Regions from separate parts of the Aphis gossypii genome. Here region 2 is linked to region 1. A link is a contact called in public Hi-C data. All regions are on one chromosome and are shown on one strand. Each heading gives the region's core, a stretch centred on a gene start, on an enhancer-like site or on the middle of the called end of the contact. The rest is flanking DNA. Distances are from core to core; before and after follow the strand shown. Region 1 holds the start of LOC114122289 (copine-5-like). Region 2 holds the start of LOC114122300 (peptidyl-prolyl cis-trans isomerase-like).

Region 1 (7,401 bases), core at 1,626-4,125:
CCGACACAGGTATAAATTCAAATTAAAGACAATATTGATAATTTAGATATTCTTATCTGATATGAGAAGATACTTTAAAAATGTATTTAAAGTATAAGAAATATTAATGAATTTACGCAATTACAAATTAATATATAAAATGAATATGGTATTTGGAGCATTTTAAATACTTTAAAAGATACTTTCATGAAATAGATTAAATAGAATATTTAGCTATAAAACGAAAAAGAGTCTAATCCTATATATATAAAAAATAAATTATAATAACCTATGTTTTCTGAGGTAATTATCCAGTGTGCTCAATAAACTACTAGCTTCTATAAGCACTATTTCATCTCTACATGGTTCAGTCATATGTCTCCATATATCTTGCCATCCACTTGCCATGGGTCGGACAAGTCTTTGGGACTCAAGGGAATGGTAAACACATCTTTTACTTTTTTTTGATTGCCTTCGACTTGATGCAATTGATGATAAACGATTCCTTTAAAAAATATTTTGACAATTAATTATCTAAAAAACATGTTATTGAAATTAGATTAAATTACCCATTGGTGTTCTGAAGTAAATTATACATGCACCTTTCTTCATCATAAAATTCATATCTTATAGAAATAAAGTTGCTATTAACTACAACAAGAGGAAACAATGCATTTTGACCAAGTTTGGCCATTTCACCAAATAATTTTTCAGCGCTGAAATATAAAATTTCATAATAATGTAATTTACTATTTTAATTCAACTTCTACTCATACATATAGGTTACGTAACTCTTAAGTAATTTTAACATATTAAAAAAACAAGATAAAAGGTACAGAAAATAAAATGATAAAAAAATTGAAACATAATATATACCTTTAAAATTGTGTAAAAATGGAATTTAGAGTAAACCTTGAAATTAAAAAGTTTATATTAAGATATGGAATAATTAAGTAATTGAATACAAATTTAATAAATTATAACAGTTTAAGATTGTACATCAATTTTTGCATTAAAAATAAAAACAGAAAATGAAAAAACTATTATAAGTTCCAACCAATTATAACTAAGACATGGGTTGAAAAAAAATTCCCAGCAAATGAATAAAATAGCTATTTTAATTAATCTTTTCCAAATGTTATACAATTATTAGAAAATTAACATTAAAATTGATTAATATTTAATGTAAATAAATATTTTAATAGGTAGTTGATAAAGTTTAATTTCTTAAAAAACAAAAATATCGACAACATAAATAATATCTTTAAACGGTACCTAATTAATAAAGTTTTAAACCCCATTTTAAACATTTATATAAAAAACTGTGTCTACAAAGGCATTAGATCAGAATTATTGATGAAAGATCAACTTTATCATTTTACTGATAATGATCATGTTAGCAGCCAACAATTAAGATTAATTAACTTTAAAATATAATGGAACCAAACCTACCTTCTACGGCATCCAACACAGTCGATACTTTCACTCATTATATCTAATATTTCTTTAATGGATACTTTCAATACATCTTGCAATTCGCGTTTGTTTAGCATGCGATATTTTTTCACAAAACTATCCAAAGATTGAACTTTTAATGGTGGTACTTGTTTTACTTCTTGTACCAAATCTTCGTTGCTAAGATCCATCACCAACTGTAAACAAAAGACAGTCAATTACATAAGAAATCATAGGTCACAGATATAAAACAACAATACAAGTATTATAAGTATCATAATTTAATCTAGTACAACGCAAGACTAAAAACCAACTAAAAATAGTATTGTTAAGCGCGTTGATTTAAATTTTAGAAACACCAAACATTATAGTAGGTAATAGACAATTAATAATGGCAATGCTTTTAAGAAACTTATCAAGAGGATTTGAAACAAAGCTGTTGAAACAGTTAGCCAGTAGGGATCGATGGTGAGCATTGGATTCTCCAATTTGAAGTGTTGAGGGGAACATGAGAATTTCTAGAAAAAACAATGGGGGAAACTCGGAGGACGAACTCACAGTCAAGTTCTCGTCGACTTGTAGGGGCAACTGCCTGTGCTTGAGCCGATGGTCCTTGCCCATTCTCATCACTTCCACCAGGTCGGGCATCCTCTCTGTTTGCAACATTTAAGATTGCTGTGTGGTCGCGATATAGTCACAGAATACCATTGACCTTATATACCTAAATATATATGTATATGCGTGAGCGTGTGTTGATATTATTATTATTAATAACACACACGGCTGGACGCGAACCGAGTACGGACGACGTAGATCCGAAAAACGAAGAAAACGTGAAAACGGCGTATGGGGCCTTTAACCGTTCGTTCTATACTCGTCCAAACGTACGAGGTTTATATGTTTTACACACGACGACGGCAAAAACTTGTCTTATTAAAAACGGGCGAAACACTGATGAGTACAAATCCGCCTTTAACGCGAGCGCGGTGTAGAAGTAGTAGAAGTACGTGCGACTGTGCGAGCAATGAGTGGCGGTGTTGATGACGGGAGGGAAATCGCCAATCGGGCGAAACGCACGGGGACGATCAACGTAGACTGGTATACAACGTCCTTGGAACCTGACGCACCAAAACTTCCAAAACGACCAAAACCAAACGGATGGCACCGAATCCCGCAGCACACGGTCCGATCGTCCTGAGGTCCCTGAACGTCGAATGACAGCGCGCCCGTCTTCAAAATATCGCCGTCGACATTATTTTCGCAGGTCGATTCGTCCCTCCGCTGCCTGGACGTGGACTTGAGTAAAGTTGACGTCACGTAAAACCCATTCTCCTTGGACCCGACAGCTGCCGCCGAAGCTGTGTTATCACCCGCCCAACCCGTATTGTCACGTTATCAGACATCGTGTTGTTGTAGTGGTCCACTGGTTCGTGTTTTTTTTCGTCCTCTCCTAATAATACATTCTTGTTTTCGTTAGAAAATAGCAATGTTATTATTATTATTATTATATTCCATCGCTGTCTCCGGTCTTCGCTGATAACGTTTCATTCGTGATAACGCAGGGAACACTTGTTAGTTGTTGTTAGGCGTAGTGAAATTATGTCTCATGACATAAAAGCTTAAACGTTTATCTATGCATAACTTATTGAATCACGTTCTACAGTTTATTTTAACAAATATTTACTAATAACATTCGTACGTCACATCTGAGTCATGGTCGAGTTAATCGTGGAATAGGTTTTTTTCTACACGCCATCATTTCATCGTTGTCTCTTTTTCGTTCTAAAAGCAAAACCCTCATCTTCGAAAAACCGTCACTATGGCCATGTTTAAGCCTGGTTCGTCAACCGAACCAACGTCTGAAATCGAACTGACATTATCTTGCAGGTGATTGTTTTGATTAATATTTTTTTTAAATATCTCAATGTGAAGTATGATAAACGTCTTAAAAACAAAAAATTGTGTCTGCTACGGTGTCGCTTATGTCAGTTTTGATTGTATTATGACATATATGCATTTAAAAAGTTATAGACATGATACGTAAATTGAATAAAAAACATCCCTCATATTTTAATCTTTTGATTATTCATTACTTTACTTAAGATTAGAAAAACCAATACCTAATACTTTAGGTATTTAATCAATATTTCTCACTTATATGTCTTATTCTTGTTTAATTCTTTACTAACAAGCTACTATACTATTGAATGATTCTATGTACATGTATAAACTATTTACTATTAAGCATTAGTTGTATATATTATGAGTTAAAAACCAGTTATGTTATTATAATACAATCAAGGGTAGAGCAAGTAGCCCTTACTTGCTAAAATTTTGATCGCCCCGATCACATCTCTTGGATTTTTTCTGGGTCAATTATCATAATCAACATGTAGTATAAAATATCACAAAATGAGTATTTTATTTTTGAAATTAAAAAAAAAAAATTTTTTTTTTTTTTTATCAAGTGATCTTTATTGCACTCAATTATGAATTACAATTGCTGTTTATGGCAAATAGTGGTGGGGCCAAGTATAATTTCAACCAAATTATTACTTTTTTGTAAAAATTAATTAATATTCATAGATTTCATAGATATAATAATTTCCAATGTGTTGTAGTTCAATATTTATTTTATAGAAGCTAGAAACATTTAAATTTATTAACATCCTAATATTATCAAATCAATGGTGACATTTTATTTATTAGAGAAAAATACTCTTGTTAATTGAAAACTTCACATTAATTTATTAAAATAAATGCTATTAGGTTCTAACTATCTATACTTAATTAATATTTTAATTTCTATGTTCATACCTATATAAGATAAAACACGTTACAAACAATACTCTAACAGATAATGAAACAAAACTTAAATTATATTCCCCCTCTTGATAAATTCCTACGAACGTCTTTGAATACTATTTAAATATTTATTATAATTAAAAACTATGTTAAGAAAATTTTTATGTTATTCCTTTATAACGAAGTATTAGTAAATATTAGTATGCTAAAAACAACTACTAATTAATATATAAGAGACAAAAAAAGATACTTCAGAAATGATTTTGTAAAGAGTTTACTATAGAACAAACACTAACAAAGTGTTTATATTTAATTTGTATGCATTTTTTATTATTAGTATAATGTCTAAAGTCTAAAGTTATTGGAGTATACCATAGTAACTACTTAGTTTTCTCATTTTAAAAACAACAATCTATCAGGACCAATATTACATTAACGGTGTATTTAATACCAATTATTATTAAATTTGATGTATTTGAGAATAAAATTAGCCTGAGGTATAATTAATATGCTAGATAGTATTTTATCTATAATATTGTTTCTATAAATATCAATTACAACCTATGTACCTATATACATGCATAATTGCTATCTGCTGATCATATTTTTGTGCTATTATTTATATTTTATTACATAGCTTTTAAAATTGTGTTTCGTCTATATTCTTATAATTGTCATTAAAATTTAAAAACGTATTCATAAATACAATTCATTATATTTATACAATTGTTGATTATAAAGAATAGGAATTACCTAATGTATATATATTATACCTTTTAATTTATAAAAGTTGTTTGTAATAAGTACCAACAATTTTCAAAAAATATGAAGAATTATATTAATTTTTTACATTAAGATTCTGCATACTACCTATATAATATAGTACTATAAAAATGGTAAATATATACAAATATGTTTTTTGTATAAAATATAATTTATAATATATGCTGAAAGCCTAATTTGGCATTAATAATGTATACCAAATTAGACTTATTAATTATTATTAAGTTTTGAACTTTTATTTAGTAATAAGCATAAAACTTATATTCTGGATTTAATTAGGGACTTGGTTATTATCATAATAATTATAATATGACTTTGTCATCTGTTTATTCATACTAAAATGTGAATAGTATTTACTTTATTGACGCATCTTGTGGGTAGGAGAGAAAAGAAGAAAATGCTCCAAACAACAAATTTTAGGGGTAGCAACAATAATGAATCATGGTCTAAAAAAAAAGACTATCATACTACATAAATGATGTAGCAAAATGTTTTATAGTATGTTAATATAAATTTGAATATTGTTTGTGAAATTTACCAGTTGTTATTTTCTATTAGTTATCTACAAACTGTGATTAATGGTCAAAATATTAAGAAATAGATAATAAAAATAAAAATATTGATTATGGTTTAGATTCTGATTTAAAATGGAAAATAATCTCGAAAATAATGCAACTAATTTTAAGGCGATCTTGAATAAAATTGTATCTGAACTCAACAATTATTTCATGAACTGTGAGAAGGCCAAAGGTTAACTAAGGCAAAGTACTGCAAGAAATATATTACCTATGACAACTTAGGAACATCAATTCCAAATTAATGTATCCACTTCAGGGCGTGGGTGTGGCAGGGAGGTACTTGCCCCCCCTGCTCCTCAAATTGAATTCAATTACATTTTACATTAAAATCACTTTAGCAATTAATATAATAGTTTAATTTTGTGAAGACTCTAGACGATTGTCATTGATATAATTTAAAAAAAAAATCGTGTTTTAATCCCTCCCCCCCCCCAAAAAAAAAAAAGAAAAAAGAAAACCTAGCTACAGCCATGCTTCAGGGGATACCTGTAGAACTTACAGAAAGATAATAAAATTACTGCAAAAGAACTCAATGTATGAAAACATATATTTTATACAGTAATGTTAATAAAATAAAATGGTTTTATTGAAATAAATCCTTACATTGATATTTCTCTGAGATTGCTTTTACACACACCATCTATTAAGTTTTCTACAGAAATATCATTTTCTTCATTAAAATGGGTAAAGTCCTATTCAAAACTCGCATAAAAAAGGCTTTTTACCTAACCTAACCTAGCATTATATATATATATATATATGTATAATATACACCTTGCCCCCCAGGTGAAAATTTCTGCGAGCGCCCTTGGGTTCAGCTTTCAAAAAATCTAGATTTCAATAGCATTATTAAAGTTTTAATCCCTTAAAATTTAAGGAAGATATTATGAATTTGTTATTGTAATTAATGTGATTGGATTATATTTACGAATAAAATATGTATATAGTTCTAGTATATTTAATGTCTTAAACAAACAATTTTATGAAGTAGCTTAAACATTATAAAAAATATAATTTTTATGTGGTAGGGAGAAGGTATCAATTTTATTTTGTTCCAAAACATGTACATTCTAAATGCCAGTGATTTGGCATTATATTAACATTAATATTTTAGTTACTCATATTTTCTTCAACTAGTATTTTTATTAAAATAAACGTATGTAGAAAAATATTATGAATAAATATGTTACTTATGAAATTTGAAAACCATGGTTAGTAATTTATGTATTGAAATTTAATTTTAATTAACCAATTTATGATGAGTAATTTAAATATTTTCAGTATTTGTTGCAATAATTTATTTAATAGTTGAGTAAGTTTGAGCAAATAAAATTTTGCTTTCTGTCAAGGACAACATAATAATTAATGTGACTCATTGAAAAAATTAAGAGTCTATTAAAACTAAGATTAAAATACTGATCTCTAATGAGTAATAGCTAATAAAACATTCGAAATGTAAATATAATATTCTATTATTAAGTAAAAAAATAAATAATAATTCATCTTAATTTTCTATTTTTGTGGCTATTTAGAAAAACATTTTATTTAGTATCAGGTAGGTAAACTACTACTTAGTAAACCTACATTATCTTTTTAATTATTAACATTAAATGTAATTGTTACAATGTACAAGTATCGTATAATTTTGAACTATTAATCAATGTTTTTTATTTCATTCTGTAATATTTGATTAAAATTTTTTTCATATATTCTGATAACAATTTCTAAGGTAGTAAGGTATCAACATTTATTCAAATTTAAAATATATTTGTAACTCATAGTTGTTTGACATTTATACATA
Region 2 (7,401 bases), core at 1,948-4,447, 140 kb after region 1:
AATTAATTTGTTTGTACTCTATTCTATAACCAGAATAACCACATAAACATAATATTATGTCCACAAAAGTTTAGATTGTTTAAAATATAAGAGAAAAAAAAATTTATATAATAAAACATTACACAAAATTCAAATGTATAACATCTCAATGAGCGTTTAAGTTAAATATTTCTACATTATCTTTTACTCAACATTGCATGGTTATAAATCATATTACTCTATATTCTTTAAAAACGAGAAAACATGTAAATTCTACACATCCTCAAAATACTCTAAAATAGAGACCAGTTTTATTTTGCTAAAATTCCAAGTACTACTCAAGTGTAGAATCATAACTTATTTTCTCAATATGTAGAAAAGGGGTTTCCAATCTTTTTTAAACGGCGGGCCAATGTTTTATAAGAAATAAGAAAATAATGAAATTGAAGAATAGAAAATTTATACTAATATCAAAGCATAAATTAGCTTGGTGAGCCATACCCGGCATACATGTTGTTAGCTGGAGATCTTTGGTGTCGAGTATTAAAGATTATGTCAGCTTAACATATTATTTTAGTTTTTCAATGACCAAATTACTATTGTATTGTTTCATGAGGTAAAATTTATTTACTCCAAGCAGTATCACACTAATTAACTTATTCTACGAGTTATAAATTGTGCACTTCATTAATGCTACATTGCCCTCAAATAAAAATGTTAAAATACGGTACAAAATACCCTAATTTACCAGTAAAATAAAAATTGTGCGGCCATGAAGCATTGAAACAATTTATTTTGAATTCAACAGTAGTAAAATTATAATCTATTATGTAGAAAATATTGGCATATTGGATACAAAAACATAGTTTTAAAAATTGGCAGGATTAAGAATTTTGGAAGGTTTACAAAGATGAATAAAAACCAAATATAATATTAACTATTTAGAATGTATTATCAATTTGTGTATCCAGAATACCACACAGATAAATGCATTAAACATTTTTAAGTAGACCACATATTTGACATTAATTATTGTTCCAAATTATTCAATTGATACGTTTGACATTTAAATGTAAAACAAAAAAATTAACTCAATTGTCCACAATTGGCGACAGTGATCTTTTTGGTAGTTTTACCACTCTGAGTACCATAGGACTCGATTTTCTTGACAACATCCATACCATCAACGATGGCACCAAAAACTACATGTTTGGTGTCCAACCACGATGTCTTAACAGTGGTAATGAAAAATTGACTACCATTTGTATTGGCCCCAGCATTGGCCATAGACAGGATACCTGAAATACATTTTATTTGTTAATAAAATTAATACATTTTTATTTGTTTACCAACTTCATATAACTATAAATAGTAGTGATGTAGTTGTTTCACAAGGTACAGACTAATAAAACAATTTTATTAAAACTAAATGCAATTGGAAATTAATAATGAGAAAAAAACATTTATTTTGATATTTTTAAATTAATTTAGGTATAGACGTTTTGGATTTACAAGAGCATTATAAAATATTTACACGGATCAACTAAAATTTTAATTTTAAATATAAAATGATAAATACAGGCAATTTTAAAATAGTATTGATTAAAAATAAACAATATCAAATTACTTTTTTAAACAATTATGTTTTTGCAAGAGTTTCAGCTAGTGAATTCATAATAAGATGAATAAAATTTTAACTTAAAAGTAACTCACCTGGACCGGTGTGCTTCAATGTGAAGTTCTCATCTTCAAACTTGTTTCCATAGATGGATTTTCCTCCAGTGCCATTATGGTTAGTGAAATCTCCACCTTGGCACATGAAGTTGGGAATGACACGGTGGAAAATGCTTCCTTTATATCCAAAACCTTTTTCGCCTGTACACAAAGCACGGAAATTTTCGGCTGTTTTTGGTACTACATCACTGCGGAGCTATAAAAAAGATTAGTATTGATTAATTATTATCCTAAGGAAAACCTACAATAGCAATTTCACAGTTATTTTATTTTTCAGATTGACAGAGGAGAAATAATCTCTTCAATCATCGCCATAGAGTAAAAAAAACAATGTATACCATACCAACACTCAACAGTTAAAATTCAACTAGTGTCGGCGTAAAACACGTGGTTTCTAATGAGAATTAAAATCAGACGTCTTGCCTCAGACTAAAATTCGTTCACTAATAGAAAATAAAAAAACAAGTCCTTAAAGAGGAACCATTACAAACACGTAACTCTCGTATTGTTAACAGATTTACCTCCTTTTGGAAAGTCCTAACTCTACATATTTCCAGTTACCGAAACAAAAAGATCAACGAAAATGTTTATTTACATTTAAATGGTATCTCCTAGACAGGATTTCAGTCGATGTTGGGGAGCAAGAGGTACTATCAAGGTATTTTGGACCCGTTCCAAACGTCAGAGACAAGAATGTTCGGCATTCCGTTGAGATCGAACGCAAATAAAAACAATTCCTTACTGTAATACTCTAATTGTCATCAAGGCGTCGGCCAAGTCACAGCAAAGCGTACAAGAACGTGAAAAACATGGGAATTTAAAAATCTGCTAGTCGAGGCGTGAGGAATATTGAAATTCGGCGAGAAAACCACGTATGGTTAACGGAGAAGATACCTGTACGCGTTCTCATTCTATTCGGCGTTTGAAAACCAAATTGAAAACAGGCCGAACAGAAAAATTCTCAGCGTCAACACTTACCTCGATAGTGATGCGGCCCAATTGCTCACCATCGGCACTCATGTCGAAGAACACTTTCGGGAGACTCATCTTGGTAGATGAAGCTTTTGATTTCGTTGAGTATAAAAGGAATGAAGCAAGACCTCCGGTGTACGAGTGATTCGGAGCGGAGCAGTACTGGAATTGTCGGCGGGTGAACAAGCGAAACGTGGTGGACGCCATTGTGTTGCTTTCGTCCGGTTTCGAGGTTATACAGCACACAGACGCTACAACGTCCAAGGAGAATGGAAACTCGTTAGCGACTGCTGACTAGCGACTGTGCGCGGCGCGCGCGCCTATCATGATTTACATTCGTAAAACGCCGGTCCTTAGGTCATCGTGACGGGGTCAAAATGTCAAATACAGTAGCAGTACGTCGATAAACAGCAGGCTGTTAATACTTTTAAACTCAAATACTTAATGTCCGTTCCCCGTTATTTAAGTTTTTAGGCAACTTGCCGATTGTCGTTACGCTGGCTGAGTCGGCGTGCCCCTGTCCCAGTAATTTTCAATGAGCCCCAACATCCCATTCGAATTTTTACAAAGAATGAATTGTATTTTGTTGCACTGCAATAGTTTTATTTACTTATTTTAAATAATTATACATTTACACACATGAAACAGAAAAATAATATTCCTTGTTGTAAAAAAACAAATTAACTAAATAGGTACCTAATATTTATTATACATCATCAAAATGGTATACCATAAGTCATAATATTATATTAAAAAAGAGGTGTGTTTAAAATATTATTTTGTAAATTGTATTATTAAAACAATTTTATATTTATGTATTATTGACTAGGTATTATATTTGTTATTTCATTATAACATTACCTATATCGATTATTATTAGGTAGGTATAACATTTATATCGAAACGATTATCAATAGGTATGTGACATAACGTGTTCGACTGCCAATCGTTACAAAAATAAAAGGTAACACCTAAAATCAAGTATTTATTGGACAAATACGGACATTTTGAAAAATCTCATAAATACAACACATTTGCAATTTGCATATTCCTCTAATATTTTCACAAATCATCGAATAACCAATAAACCATCATTGTTCCAATCACAATCTAAAATGTAAATTAAAATATAGTATTTTATTCTTGCCCGTGGTAATTACTAGATGTACATAATTATGTCGTGTTGGAAAACAGAATATTATGCAATATTAAGACATGGCTATTGATAAATAAGAATTTAAAAGTTTCTAAAGTTATGTAGTAAATAGAATGTTCAAAATTTGAAACACATTGCATGTTGAAAAAAACTACCTATAATAATCATATAACACAATTCTAAATTTAATATTATTTGGTTACAACGCACAAATTCAATAGAATACCTACCAAATAGTAACTACTAATTTTGTGTAAAACGTTTTTTCTTGTCTTATATTATAAATATGACACGATGTCGGATGCAGAGATCTTCTCTACATCATGAAATATTATCTTATAACCTTATTTGCAAAAAATGTACAACTTACCGAGCGTAGTAATATTTAATAGCCCTTGTGTAATGAGTGTATTTTTGTCTCCTATATCATAAAGAATGTATTATAAATCATTTATATTTTACAATAAATGCATAACATTTTTGTAACCTACTAATTACGATATACTAACATACTTTTTAATTCTTGTTCATTAAATGGATTGTATTAAGTAGGTAAAATATCAACATAATACTAAACAATTAAGTGAATGAACCAAAAAATAAGTATGACTTGATAAAAATAAAATAATATTCCTGCATAAAAACAAAATGTATGTTACTTTATTGCTTTATACAATTTAACCAAATACCTGCAATATTAATAAAGCATAAACAGAAAATGTTGAAATACTAACATTTTTGAATTTCACTGCTTTGTATTTTATATTTTTAGTTTTAACCTATAAGGTTTAGTTTATACTCAATACCCAGCTGTAATAAGTTATAGTAGGTAATGTAAAATATACAACTTGCCAATAACTACCAACTTCATTATATTGCACCATGTAAATTTATAATAATTATTAAAATATTTTTAGATACTTCTGATAGGTAACTAGATGTTTGTATATTATATAGTAGAATCTGCTTAATTGGGAGACATTGGGCAGTGACCTATTTGTCCCCATTATCTAAATAACCAATAAACCGAAACTATTAAAGTGCATATACTTAACATAACAACTCTATTGAAACATACCTAGTTAATTCAAATACTTTTTATTATATCGTAAATTAATTAATTGATTGTACATGTTCGTCATAAAGTAATGTTGTACCTAGGTATGTAGGCTAATTGATTCTTATTTTCAAAAAGTACATGGCAGTAGGAGAAAATGAAATGATTTACAAAAATTAAATAATTAACAAAATGTACATGTATGTATGTATATATGAGTTATAAATATTAGATAGTTAGTTTTGACATGTTGGGTTAAAACATCAAATTAGACAATTTTATCTTTGCTCCTTAACTATTTGTAACCGAAAGTTTACCTCCAATAAATGAAGTTAAATTACCTAAAATAAATACATTCGTTTGGAACTAAGCTAATTTGTCCCCATTAAACGGGTGTTTCCTTATGTAGTATCCCAATTAAACGGATTCTTCTATACTTCAATATTTATCTTTCGAGTGTTAGATGAGCACTTATTTGGATACATACATTTGAATAATTGATGAGGTTAATCATATAATTTATTTAATTGAGAGGTAAAATAATTTAACATCAGTTTTTTTAATTGCTATTTATTAATTTTTTTTAGCCACTGTTGTAACACTAGATGAAAAAAATGTAGAAGAGAACTAGTTAATAACTGTTAATGTTTTTTTTTCTTCATCTAAAAATTATCATCAGCTTGTTATAATTTTCTAAACAATTCAAGATATTCATACATAAGTGTAAAAAAAAAATTATAAGAAAATAGGAGAAAATTAATTACATAATAAAAAAAATGGAATGTTTCACTTAATGAATTAAAGTTAACATAAAATTCAGCATATTTTTTAATGAAAATGTTAGTAACAGAATGTTTGTAAAAAAAATGCTTAAAGTTCTCCACAATTAGCTACAACAACTTTCTTTTTGGTCTCTCCTGTATCAGTTCCATAGCTCTCTAATTTTTTTACAACATCCATACCCTCGGTAACAGATCCAAAAACAACATGTTTACCATCTAACCATGTAGTCTTGACTGTAGTGATGAAAAACTGACTACCATTAGTATTTGGACCAGCATTAGCCATCGATAAAATACCTACAAAACAATGATAAATTAGTTAATTTACATAATATAATAAATAATCAATATAAATTCATACCTGGTCCAGTATGTTTAAGGGTAAAGTTTTCATCACCAAACTTGGCACCGTAAATGGATTTGCCTCCAGTGCCATTATGATTAGTAAAGTCACCACCTTGGCACATGAAGTTGGGGATGACACGGTGGAAAACGCTACCTTTATTACCATAACCTTTTTCACCAGTGCACAAAGCACGGAAATTCTCAGCAGTTTTTGGCACAACGTCTTTTCGTAACTATAGTAAAAAAATGTATTAAATAAGAGTTAGATTAAAATATTAGATTTAAAGCTTATTCAATTGTAATGACAAAAACTAATATAATAAACATAGATTTTAGTAGATTCAAAGTTAAAATATGATAATTTTTTTTTTTTAAAGGTAATAATAATAATAACAACAAAACAAAATAAGAATTACCACTGGGGTCTTTGTCTATCGAACAATTAATTGTTAGATATAACCTAATATATTCACTTATCAAACATTAATTATTTTTAAAACTAAATTACCCTTAGTTTATTAACTTTTAATTAGGTTAATATAGGTAAATCATGGATAAAAATTAAAATATTGAAAAAAGCCAACACATTAGTACATAATATAATACCTATTCGACCATAAGTCAACTCTCATATGAAAATTAACAATAATCAATTGGGTTTACAGAACATAAATTCGCAATGTCGTCTGTTTCTAAGATGGAGAAAATAGATAATATGATTAGTGTCTTCTTAATATTGATAAATTTTATAAGTTATTATAGGTATTTGAAAAAAACCATCGACTGTTTCTTAACCAGTATAACATCTCAAAAAAAAAAAAAATCAATATTTAACTTTGTAATATTTTGATTTGGTATTTTCATGTGCTCCTCAGAATTAATGTAATTGTAAGGCCAAAGAATATATATAATTATTTAATTTATTTTGTAGTATGACAAAAAATGACCTTCTAAGTTAGTGCTAACATGACTCACATTAAGTAATGGAAAAAAGAGGGGGAATTTTTTTTTATTTTTGTCTTGTTGTAGGTACCTAGTGCTTGTACCTCATAACTCATAAGGTATTAATGTGAACAGCGGGTTACAATAGAATACGATTATGATATAATACGTGTAAAGAGCAGGTGAGGAATCAGTCAACACATTAGTATTGATTTTAACTTAATATGTGTGCTGGAGCTGAGATACTGGACAAAAAGCTAAAACTACAAAAGTCAAACAAAAATTTTCTTTTTAAACTGCCTCTCACATTAACGAATCATTGAAAATTTTCGTAGCAACGACAAATAATGTCAACAAATTAATGGACTTAGGCATGGGCATAGCGGATCCAAGGGATGGCGCCCTATCACAAATGAAATAAAACTTAAGATATT

The links. A called contact is a pair of places that touch in the nucleus more often than the background predicts.
Region 2: a Hi-C map of whole body shows a contact between it and region 1, with 3 times the contacts expected there. The contact joins the promoter of LOC114122300 here to the promoter of LOC114122289 in region 1. A contact is called at or near these places in 2 of 2 Hi-C or Micro-C datasets (both in whole body).

Annotation. Positions count from the first base shown.
Region 1 is chr1:47,277,901-47,285,301 of ASM2018417v2, forward strand. It overlaps LOC114122289 (copine-5-like), which reads left to right and starts at 2,876. Exons shown (of 10, transcript XM_027984900.2): 1 at 2,876-3,321. The coding sequence starts at 3,254. It overlaps LOC114122288 (gametogenetin-binding protein 2-like), which reads right to left and starts at 2,747. Exons shown (of 12, transcript XM_027984896.2): 1 at 1,993-2,747; 2 at 1,432-1,631; 3 at 549-695; 4 at 269-484. The coding sequence starts at 2,100.
Region 2 is chr1:47,414,711-47,422,111 of ASM2018417v2, forward strand. LOC114122300 (peptidyl-prolyl cis-trans isomerase-like) reads right to left here and starts at 3,198. Exons shown (of 3, transcript XM_027984919.2): 1 at 2,692-3,198; 2 at 1,693-1,909; 3 at 908-1,277. The coding sequence starts at 2,892. The coding sequence ends at 1,066. It overlaps LOC114122284 (peptidyl-prolyl cis-trans isomerase-like), which reads right to left. Exons shown (of 3, transcript XM_027984893.2): 2 at 6,042-6,258; 3 at 5,709-5,977. The coding sequence ends at 5,769.